Regions from separate parts of the Hermetia illucens genome. Here region 2 is linked to region 1. The links are chromatin contacts, called in public Hi-C maps. All regions are on one chromosome and are shown on one strand. Each heading gives the region's core, a stretch centred on a gene start, on an enhancer-like site or on the middle of the called end of the contact. The rest is flanking DNA. Distances are from core to core; before and after follow the strand shown. Region 1 holds the start of LOC119659681 (sodium channel protein 60E). Region 2 holds the start of LOC119658962.

Evidence for each region. A called contact is a pair of places that touch in the nucleus more often than the background predicts.
Region 2: a Hi-C map of an unstated tissue shows a contact between it and region 1, with 2.5 times the contacts expected there. The contact joins the promoter of LOC119658962 here to the promoter of LOC119659681 in region 1. A contact is called at or near these places in 2 of 2 Hi-C or Micro-C datasets (an unstated tissue and whole body).

Annotation. Positions count from the first base shown.
Region 1 is chr6:3,467,646-3,472,361 of iHerIll2.2.curated.20191125, forward strand. LOC119659681 (sodium channel protein 60E) reads right to left here and starts at 2,209. Exons shown (of 34, transcript XM_038067909.1): 1 at 1,157-2,209.
Region 2 is chr6:3,606,314-3,611,029 of iHerIll2.2.curated.20191125, forward strand. LOC119658962 reads right to left here and starts at 2,190. Exons shown (of 14, transcript XM_038066836.1): 1 at 1,821-2,190; 2 at 1,467-1,746; 3 at 968-1,370; 4 at 614-907; 5 at 169-496; 6 at 1-110. The coding sequence starts at 2,118.

The sequences.
Region 1 (4,716 bases), core at 959-3,458:
GACTGAAGTAATGCACAAAAGGGTTCCGGGTCAGTGTCCTAGACGTAAGTGGAAGGGGGTGTGGGCTTTAGTCGGTAGTTTGTCTGAGATAGGAGTCTGGCATTTTGTGAGTGAATGCATTTTACCTCCCAGTGATTTCTCTTTCTTCTCTTCCGTTTTCTCCTATCTCTGGACCTCTTTGCCCGCCTGGGTGGGGCGTTTACCTTTGTTCTTTGGACAGGATCTCGAAAGCTTATGCAAAGTTGATAGTCCGTTCAGAAACTTAGGTAAATCATCGATAGATTTTCAAGATTTAGGTGCTGCCGATTGGTACAACTAACACTGGTGTATTCCAGTTTCCCTTGAGGTCCACCACAGTCAGTTAACGATAGTCAATAAAACTAATGAGTATCTCGCTGACATACCTCGACTGTAAATCGAGCTGCTTGATGTCATCTTCAACCTTCACCTGCTTAAAAGGTTCTCAGAAAAATACTACTGGCATGCTCTCTGCCCCATTGCTTACAAATTAACGCCTAATTGGAGGCTTTCATTTTCCATTATGACACCGTTAAGGTTCCCATTAACAAGAGACATGAAAATGCTCTACTACATCTAAAAGAAACTTTAATGTATCCATTCTTGCGAATAAAAAACGGTAACCTATTTTCCATTTAATCTTCTCAGATCTCCCGGAGCTCGCTCGGGTGTGTAGGTGTTGACGATGGAGCTAAAATAGGAAGCAAGTGGATACTTCCTACGAATGCTATTTTTACACTTCATCTCTAGTTAAAAATCACAATTCATACAGATAACAATGGTGACTGAGGAGCTCAGTGATGAGCTTCCCTACCATCGCGGCTGAAAAGCGTAGAAATTACAATCTTTAGTTCTGTTCCATTAGTAGCAATCCCTCGCGGGAGGCGAGTACTTCGAGGGATGCTAGGATCCTGTCGATGTAAAATGGGAGACGATGGGAGGCGTAGCATTTACAGAGGATTTCATACTTTCTCATTTTGTGAAAATAATAAACGCAAAACGCCTGAGTGGATGAGTGATGAGAAACTTCCAAAACAATAACGGCAAGAAGTGGAGCGACGAAACGAACAAATAATAATTATATATGAAGCAGCGCGGGTTAGCGCAAGAGGGGGATGAACTCCGAGTACGTACGGACCTTATTGAACGTTGCAGTGCGACACACGCCACAATGCGTTGCCTGGGGCTTAGGCTCTTCGCCGAAACGTGTTCATCTGTTGAGAGAAGTCCCAAAGTGGAGTTTCTGCCATGCACACAATTATTCTGATATATTCTGGGCCGTAAGAAAGAATGAGCGGTTGGACTTCCACTTGCACACGCACACGCACTCAATTAGAATGTCTAGAATTGCTTAAGATACAATTACCGTTCGAATTTTCTGGGGTCGCGAGTGGTAAATATTATTGCTCACACACATATTGCTTTTTAACGGAAGGGTTGACACACTTTTATTTCCTTTCCCTTTTCGCGTTGCACGCACTGATCTTGGGCCGGATTTCAGTCACGCCACAGATTTTCTGGACACCCCGCACCGCATACTACTGCTCCTTGCCGCGAACGGGAGGGGGTCGTAGATGATCGCCACGAAATTTCACTAAACAGCAAATTACCCTGGGGCAGGCGGCACAGCAACAGAGAGAAAAAGCTCGCGAAAGCTCAGAATCGAGCACTACGGCTGTTGAAACTACACAAACTACACTTTAGACACTCACTACTCTCTAATTTGAGCCTGGCGCGGGCCCCGCAACCGCGCTCCGTGCCCGCCCCGCGGCTGGGCGAAACTGGGCCAACCGTTTTGTCACCCGTTTTTCAAAATAGCTCACGCTCAGAAACATTTTTCGACGCCTGAATGTATGGTGATTTCAACACTTCCAGAGCAATAACACACACACACTGAGACTATTAGGCCGATTCTGCAGAGGCTCCTCCTCCGCGGAAATCTGAATTCTTCGCCGTCGATCCGTTCGAGGTAAGAACACTAATCTCCTGAAGGGAATCCTCGAGGGAAAATCGCAACACGAGACACTGACTTGAACACCGACACTTTTCAACAACAGCCGTGAACGGAGCTAACCCTTTAAGAACGCAAAGGACCTTCCTAGAGATTCGTATAGGCCAAAAAGTGCAAGTATCCTGTGTAGGAGTTCACTTGACAAGGGTCGTGCACGCTACAGGGTTCCATCTCGGCGAGAAGTTGGTCGGCGACTAAACTCTTTGAACTTCTTAGACTCCTTCAAGGATTGACGTAAGCAAAAGGGGGTACTCAAGCGCTTGGAATCTCCACCAGGATATGGTACAACAGCGCTTTCCCACGGCAATTCCTGAAAAATACCTTCAGTACGAGAGGATACCTAAGCAAATCCTGAGCTTTTTATATGTTCTGGGGGAGGGAGGAAGGGGTGTGCTTTCGCGAGGCGGGGTTACCGCTAGGATGTTGTGTAGAGCAGTTCATCATAAGGATTACGGACTGTGAGTTGAATACATGCGTACAGAGTCCACTCAAAGGACATGGTATGTCGTTAGAATTCTAACGGTGGCGTGAAATGTGAATTGGTTTGCTTTTCTGACTGATTTTTCAATGAGAATGCAGGATTTTTTCGTAGGGATATATGGAAATGATGAAGTTTTGAGTTAGGGTTGTCGATTTTGTTGGGGGGAGACATTGTTGAAGATTTTTAGAGTAGAAATTGTTATAGTTAATAGCAAGTAACTACGTACTTAGGAGGTGGAGTTATTTCACTAAGATCCTTTATTATAAGTGAAACTTTCCTTTGACAGTAATACAAATTTTTTACTACGTTGATCTTGTGCTTCATTATTTTGCTGCTGCCCCTGCTATCCTCTTCCAATCTCAGACGTAACCTTCACAAATTTGAATCTACCAACGGATACCTTGACACTTTCTCCTTTGTTTTCTATGATGAACGTTGTCTTTTGCCGCCCAATTACCTTGTTCGGGGTCCTGTGCCACAGTTGCAATAGAGACCTTGGTCCATCCTATCCGACGAATACATGAATAGTTGTTGAGAAATTCTTTAATACGAAGCTTCGTCTTTATCTGTATCTGATATCTTCTACTATTCGTAGCTGCTGTATTTGCAAGCGGAGACTTTAGACGAAGTTAGATGCTGAATTCTATCCTTGAACTCGTGAATCATCTCCGAAATTGCTGTCTGAACGTCCTTTCTCGAAGTTAGTTTTCGGTTTATCGAATCTCTAGACGTTTATTGTCATAAAAGGCGTTTAGGGCTCATTTACTGGAAATCAGGTGGCCTTGATCCAGATTCTCAAAGTAGACGCCTGGGTGGTGATAATGTGGTCTCACCTTGATGAGTGTGGCGTGTCCAATTATCCAAACAATTGATGACTATTGCTGATCCGAGCGACGAATGCTTTAGTTTTTTTAGCAGAGCGTCTGCTTGCTTAGGGTCCGATGTGGCGGTCGATGAAGTTGATCGTTTACCAGCTTGTTGGTTATCGCCCTCAGTTGATTCCTCATTTAAGGGACGTGAAATTAGTTTGTGGATCGTTCTGCGGACCACTCTGTTAGCCCCGAGGACGTCCATAATCTTTACAAGATCATCGTCACCTCCATCGGAATGAGTGGACGTGAAGTCAGAATTGCCTCTACTTCTATGACCGCGGTGTCTAGCCCTTCATAGGTGAAGGAGGCTGAGGATAATGTATGACGGAGTCGACGCTTACCTGCCTTCACTGTCACCTCCCATAGGCCACCAATGTGTAATAAGCGAGGTGGAATAAAATGAATGAAATGAACCAAGCGAGCACTTTTCCTTTCACCGAGCAATAAGTTCGCCTCGTGGCGTAGAGAAGTACCAGCGTTGCTAGATGATGATGTTTCCTATGGATGTTATCCATTATTAGTTTGCTGAAAGGATGATTATATGGAAGATGATAGGATGTTTTGTCGCCTCTGATAACTCTGGCTTCTGTTGTCGTCCTCTTACCCTGACGATGTTTTCTTCGTCAAGAAAAGAACTAATGAGTGGGCTGTCTTTGTTCACTTCTCTGAATAGTCTTAAGTCCTTAAATTCTACACCAAACTTCTCGTCCTGCATCAACTTCACAATAGTTGCGTAGTCTTCAGCGAGCTAACGAGTATTGGAAGATTTGGAGTGAGTGTCACTTAGTCCAGTATTTCGGCACTTGTTGATGATGATAATATATAGGCGAAAATGCGTTGCTGCTTTAGGAGTGAATTCGAATGATTAATTTGATGGATGAAATGGGCTTCAGTAGCAGAGACGTTCTTAGATGGGTTTATCTCCTTTTCTCTATATAGTCCGTTTGGGGGTTCAAATATGGGGCAGGCCAGACCTTTTCTGATCGATATAGAAATAGCGGGCCATAGAAAAACAGATTACAGGAGGCTAGTTTGTCTGGGGCTACCCTTCTCGGTTGTCAGTGTTTCGAAAGTGCCTCCATTCGTTGACTATGGTTAACTCTTGGATGCGAGCTATTCTGCTCGCCACGTGTGGAAAGACAACGTATAAGAATTTATCCAGACCAATACGATTGTGAAATATGTCCATAAAAAATGGGGTGGACGCGACTTCCTCACTTTAAAACCAGCTATTTCGAAGGCCGAGTGTAGCTGAGCCTGGAGGACCTCTATAAGATTATTTGCGTCTATGAGGACATCGTCCACGTAGAAATCGCGGTTCAGTACTTACGTGG
Region 2 (4,716 bases), core at 940-3,439, 140 kb after region 1:
AGTACCCGCAGCTGGGCGATTCTGATCCAAGTTACGGAAGGTTCGTTCGAATGGGATTGTTACTGTTGACTCTGTTGAACGACGGCGAACAGTATTTTGTCCTGGACGCACTGAAAATAATTCCACAATCAAAAAAGTTCTTGTGGTCAAACATCCAATAAAACTTACAGGACACAACGAACTTATCCAGTTCAATCATGAGTAGGCGTTGATCACGGAACAACATTTCCGTGCCACGTTCATCGAACTTCGGTCCCAGGAAAATACGTACGGTACCGAAACGTGCCGCTCCTCCTTCGTTATTGATGTTAATGGTGTAAGTGAACGGGCTGTGTTGGAGGTGGGTGAATCTAGCGAAGACGTTTCCACGTGGAACGAAGTCCATTCCACGAGACAAATCGATGTCAGACTGTTGCCAGAATGTTTGGAAGGTATCAGCACGACCAGTTTCAGGAGTGACGGTTATTCCGGATACAGTAACGCCACGGTAGTTTAACTGAAAAGATTTTAAAGAAAAGGTAACATCTTGCAATGGAAGAGCTAGGTGTACTTATGAGTCTTCCCTTATTTAGAGGAAGAGGTCATGCGAACTTAAACAAAGAAAATTGCTTACTTGAGGAAGCGTATATGGAGTCAAGCTTTCCTTATGTTCCTGGAATATATCATCGATATATGCATGCCACTTGTAGAAGACTGGATCCCTCATGGCTGTTGCGGAATCACCCATGACACCGAATGATTCCAAATGACGATGATCAGGATCGTGTGCATAAGAGATGAACACATGTCCCATGTTATGGAGATCTCCATAAAGCTGACGATTCGGACTAATGATTGAAGATTCCATCATATTTCCAAGGATATCAATGCCTCTAGTCTCGTCGAGGGCAATTCGATTTCCACTCTCCTGTAGTCAAAAAATCGTGAATATTCATCCCTTTGCAATATTTACCTAGTTTTCACTCACATCTACAACAAATCCTTGCTGCACAGCCTCATAAAAACGATCACGCCACCTTTCCAAATCAGCAACATCAAGTTTGATTTGATCCAGCTCTCGATCAAGATCCTTAATGGCAGTATTCGCGAAACGCGGCGGCCAAGCACGGCTTGCCACCAACGAATCCATTTTCGGGAAATATCCTTCCGGGATGGGTTCACGTAGATTATTGAAACGTTTGACACGTGCCAGATTATTGCTGAATCGTTCGAGGTTATACCGAGCGATGACCTGTTGATGCATGTAATAGAAAAGTTCGCCACGTCTGTCCTTATTGACAATTTCGCGACTGGCAGCTTCGAATGGATAGACTAAATGCCAATGCCAGTGATGAAGATTGATTCCCATATCTTCGCGGAAGTACCATAATCTGGGGAAGACAGATAAAGTTAGTATACCTTTTGAAGTACAACTCGAGGATTCTAACAAGATGTTTGATCTTAAAAAATATTGAAAAGGTCCTTACCTATGTTCTTCGTCCAAATCAGAGGCAGTATAATCCCTTGGAATCACAATTGGCATACGGGATTGTTCTTGTACAATAGAAGCTTCCTCTCGAATCTGAGAGAAAACCTTTGAATCCACATATTTGTCAGGGAAGGTCTCAACAAATGACGGAAGAGACAATCCCTTGGTGTCTGGACGATGCAACAGTGCAACAGAGAGTGCATAGTTGAAGAGATACGCATTGACACGATCACGAGCATAGAGCGCAACGCTTTGGAGATCATCAATGGAGCGAACACCTGAAATTTGTTATTTAAAACGAAGAGAGTTATCAGTAATCCCCAATAGGGATAAGTCCTCCCAAACTACTCACCCATGAAAATATCGATCAACCTTCCTGCAATTCTTCTGTGACGTGGGACAAACAGCGAAAACTGCTCATTCCTCCCCAACGACATGGGAATCCTCAGATCAGGAATTGAAATATTCTTCACTGGAATCCTCTTTTCAGCCTTGTCCCCAAAACGATTCTGGACGTCATTACCGATTGGCTTGTAACGATCGGTAAGGAAATTATCTGGAACATCGAAGACAACCTTCCCTTCCTTTTGCATAAAAATCGGCTCCTGGGGGCGATCGAAAAGCAACAAAAGATTTTTCTTATCAGCCATGGTTTGATCTGGATCTTCAAATGTTCCAAAGGGTCCCGAAATTCACGAATTCAAAGAAGTGACTGATGGCACCGCACTGACCCATTTGCTACCGAATTAGGTCTTTTATAGTAGATTAGTTGGCGATAGACACATTGTATTCGGACATGACGGAAATCTTTCACCGCAAAGTAATTATCTAATTCAAGTGCAGACAACTTGTTAGATAAACAAAATCAGGGTTTTATCAGTGGTAATTTGGTTAAATGTTTTTATTTCGAGCTCTTGCAATTGATATCAAGATGATTTTTTTCGTAAAGCCTAAAAGATACCTATCTTGTTTTTTGTATCTTGAGAATTTTTCCCACTATATTCATGTTATACGATCATTAGAAAATTTAATGTGGACTTGTATGGATAGGTCAGAACCTTATCAATTTCATGGTCTATTTTCCGGGCGCCTTCAACACCGCGTAGAATCACAAAAAATCTTAAAACTAAAACTGATTATTTTTCTTTAGTTTTTTTTCAGGATTAGATTGAGTTGTTCCTTCATAGTTGGATACTATCTGATGATAATGAAATATGGCGCTTGTTCATTCATTCAATCATGGGCTAACTTAAGCCCCCTTAGTTTGCATTGGTTTAAGTTTTAGGGGCTAAAAAAAGCCCAGCTAGTTAACAAAAAGCCTTTCGCGTATGCCATCCCCATGAAGCGCAAATATCACCTTTCTGAACCACTGTTTGCCAAATGCCAGTTCTTGACAGGACTTCGCTGGAAACCTAGGTATCCCCTCCACCGCCCTGCGGCTCGTAGCTTTCAGATGACACTTGTCGACATTATTGGAATATTGTGTCCCCTTGTCTGATGTAACCATCAAAAGGTTTCTTAATGAGTGATCTATGCACTGTCATTTCTGCTCGTCAACAGGTATACCGACATAGTCCTTCGTTTGAAATTCTATCAGGCCTAGGTTGTCTGAGCCCTAAGAACTGCTGACAATTCCCTAAATGTTTCCCAGTATTCAAACAGCAGCCTTTTTCGGAATTATCCCACCATTGCTGCCATCTCCTGTACAGCTCCTTCCTAGTGGATTTTGGGAAGCCCAGAGTCACTTCGGCCGGATTCACACTCCTCATCCGGTAGAGACAGTGTGCCTCATTCGCGAGAAGGTCCAAGGGAATTATCCCCGCGATGACACACACTGCCTCAAGTAATACCAACCTATATGCACTGCACAGCCTCAGCGCGATTGGCCGATATACCGAACTTACCCTTCCCTGGTTTACTGTGTTATCCAGTGCGCACGGCCAGGCAGATGCCGCGTAAGCAAGATGGATTTCACCACCCCTGCTATAAGCAGCCGGCGACTAGATTTTGGCCTTCTAATATTTGGCATCATCCTTACCAGAGATGAACTAACCTTTTCGTGAGCATAGTCCAGGTGCCCCTTGAAGCTCAACTTCGTGTCGATCATTACCCCCATTTTGAAACTACCTCGTGATTACCAACCCGGATTTTGACAGTGTTGTTTCTCCTGCGATTGGTAATAAAGGCCACCTCCGTGTTATCTTCCGCTAAGTCCAATTTCAGTCAAATGGCTTCTTGTAACCAACCGCCGCTACCGAATTTTCTCCTGAGCCTCCTTGCTTAGAAGCATGCCGCTCGCAAAGTTTTGCAAGAGCTCTTTTTCGAGCCGGAACCGCCCTTGATTTCCACACAGATTGCCTGACGGTCTCTATGAGCGTAGTCCCCCAGACTTGCTAAGCGACTCTACTGACTAAATCGGCGGTCACGTATATCAAGCTCCATATAGACTCCTCTCCCTGTCCCTGTCCTCCATGTCTAACTCCGCGAATGCTTCGAGCAGAACACGTCCTCTCACATTTTTTGTCCGGCTGCGCCCTTCAAAAGCCTATGCATTAAAATCACTAACTGTGCATCGAAAAATAGAACACTCAGCATTTACTAATGCTCGTCAAGTGAAGCGCTGGGTACGTAGCAGCTGTAAATGTGAACTTCCTTCACCTTCGCTCTGATGAACCCCCCTGCTCCATTATTTCCTAGAAGGCTTGTTTTCCACAGGTCCATAGCGCTGCTTGGTTCGTTTAGTCTTTAACCCAAATGCCACCAACGTCATTTCCATATAGCCACATGGAAGTTTTTCTCGCGGATGGTTTGGTATGCGAGAGTAGGTCGTGCGCCGCTTCTCAGCTGTTGAGATTGATATGTACCAACCTCCTTTGCGATTTATGTTGATAGCTCTCCTAAATTCCGGGCACTGGCTGCAATGTGCCGATGGTCCACACCCCGCTTCCCTTTGCACAGTAAGCAATTTGGCTCCGCTACACAGTCCTCGCTGATATGGGATTCCGCTCCGCATCTTCTACATTGCTTCAATCTATCATTTGGACTGGGGTATGCCTTTAAAATGTGACCGAAACCAAGGCATTTAAAGCATCGTTTATGCGCCCCCTGCTCGCTAATCCCATACATAAAACAGCCTATTCTTACTCTCTCTTATATCCGTTTCCTGTGCTAACGATTTTCCGATTTGGTTCAAGAATTTATCTGCGATTACGTCCTTGGATTTTTTGAGCTCCAACTCTGTTGCTGCT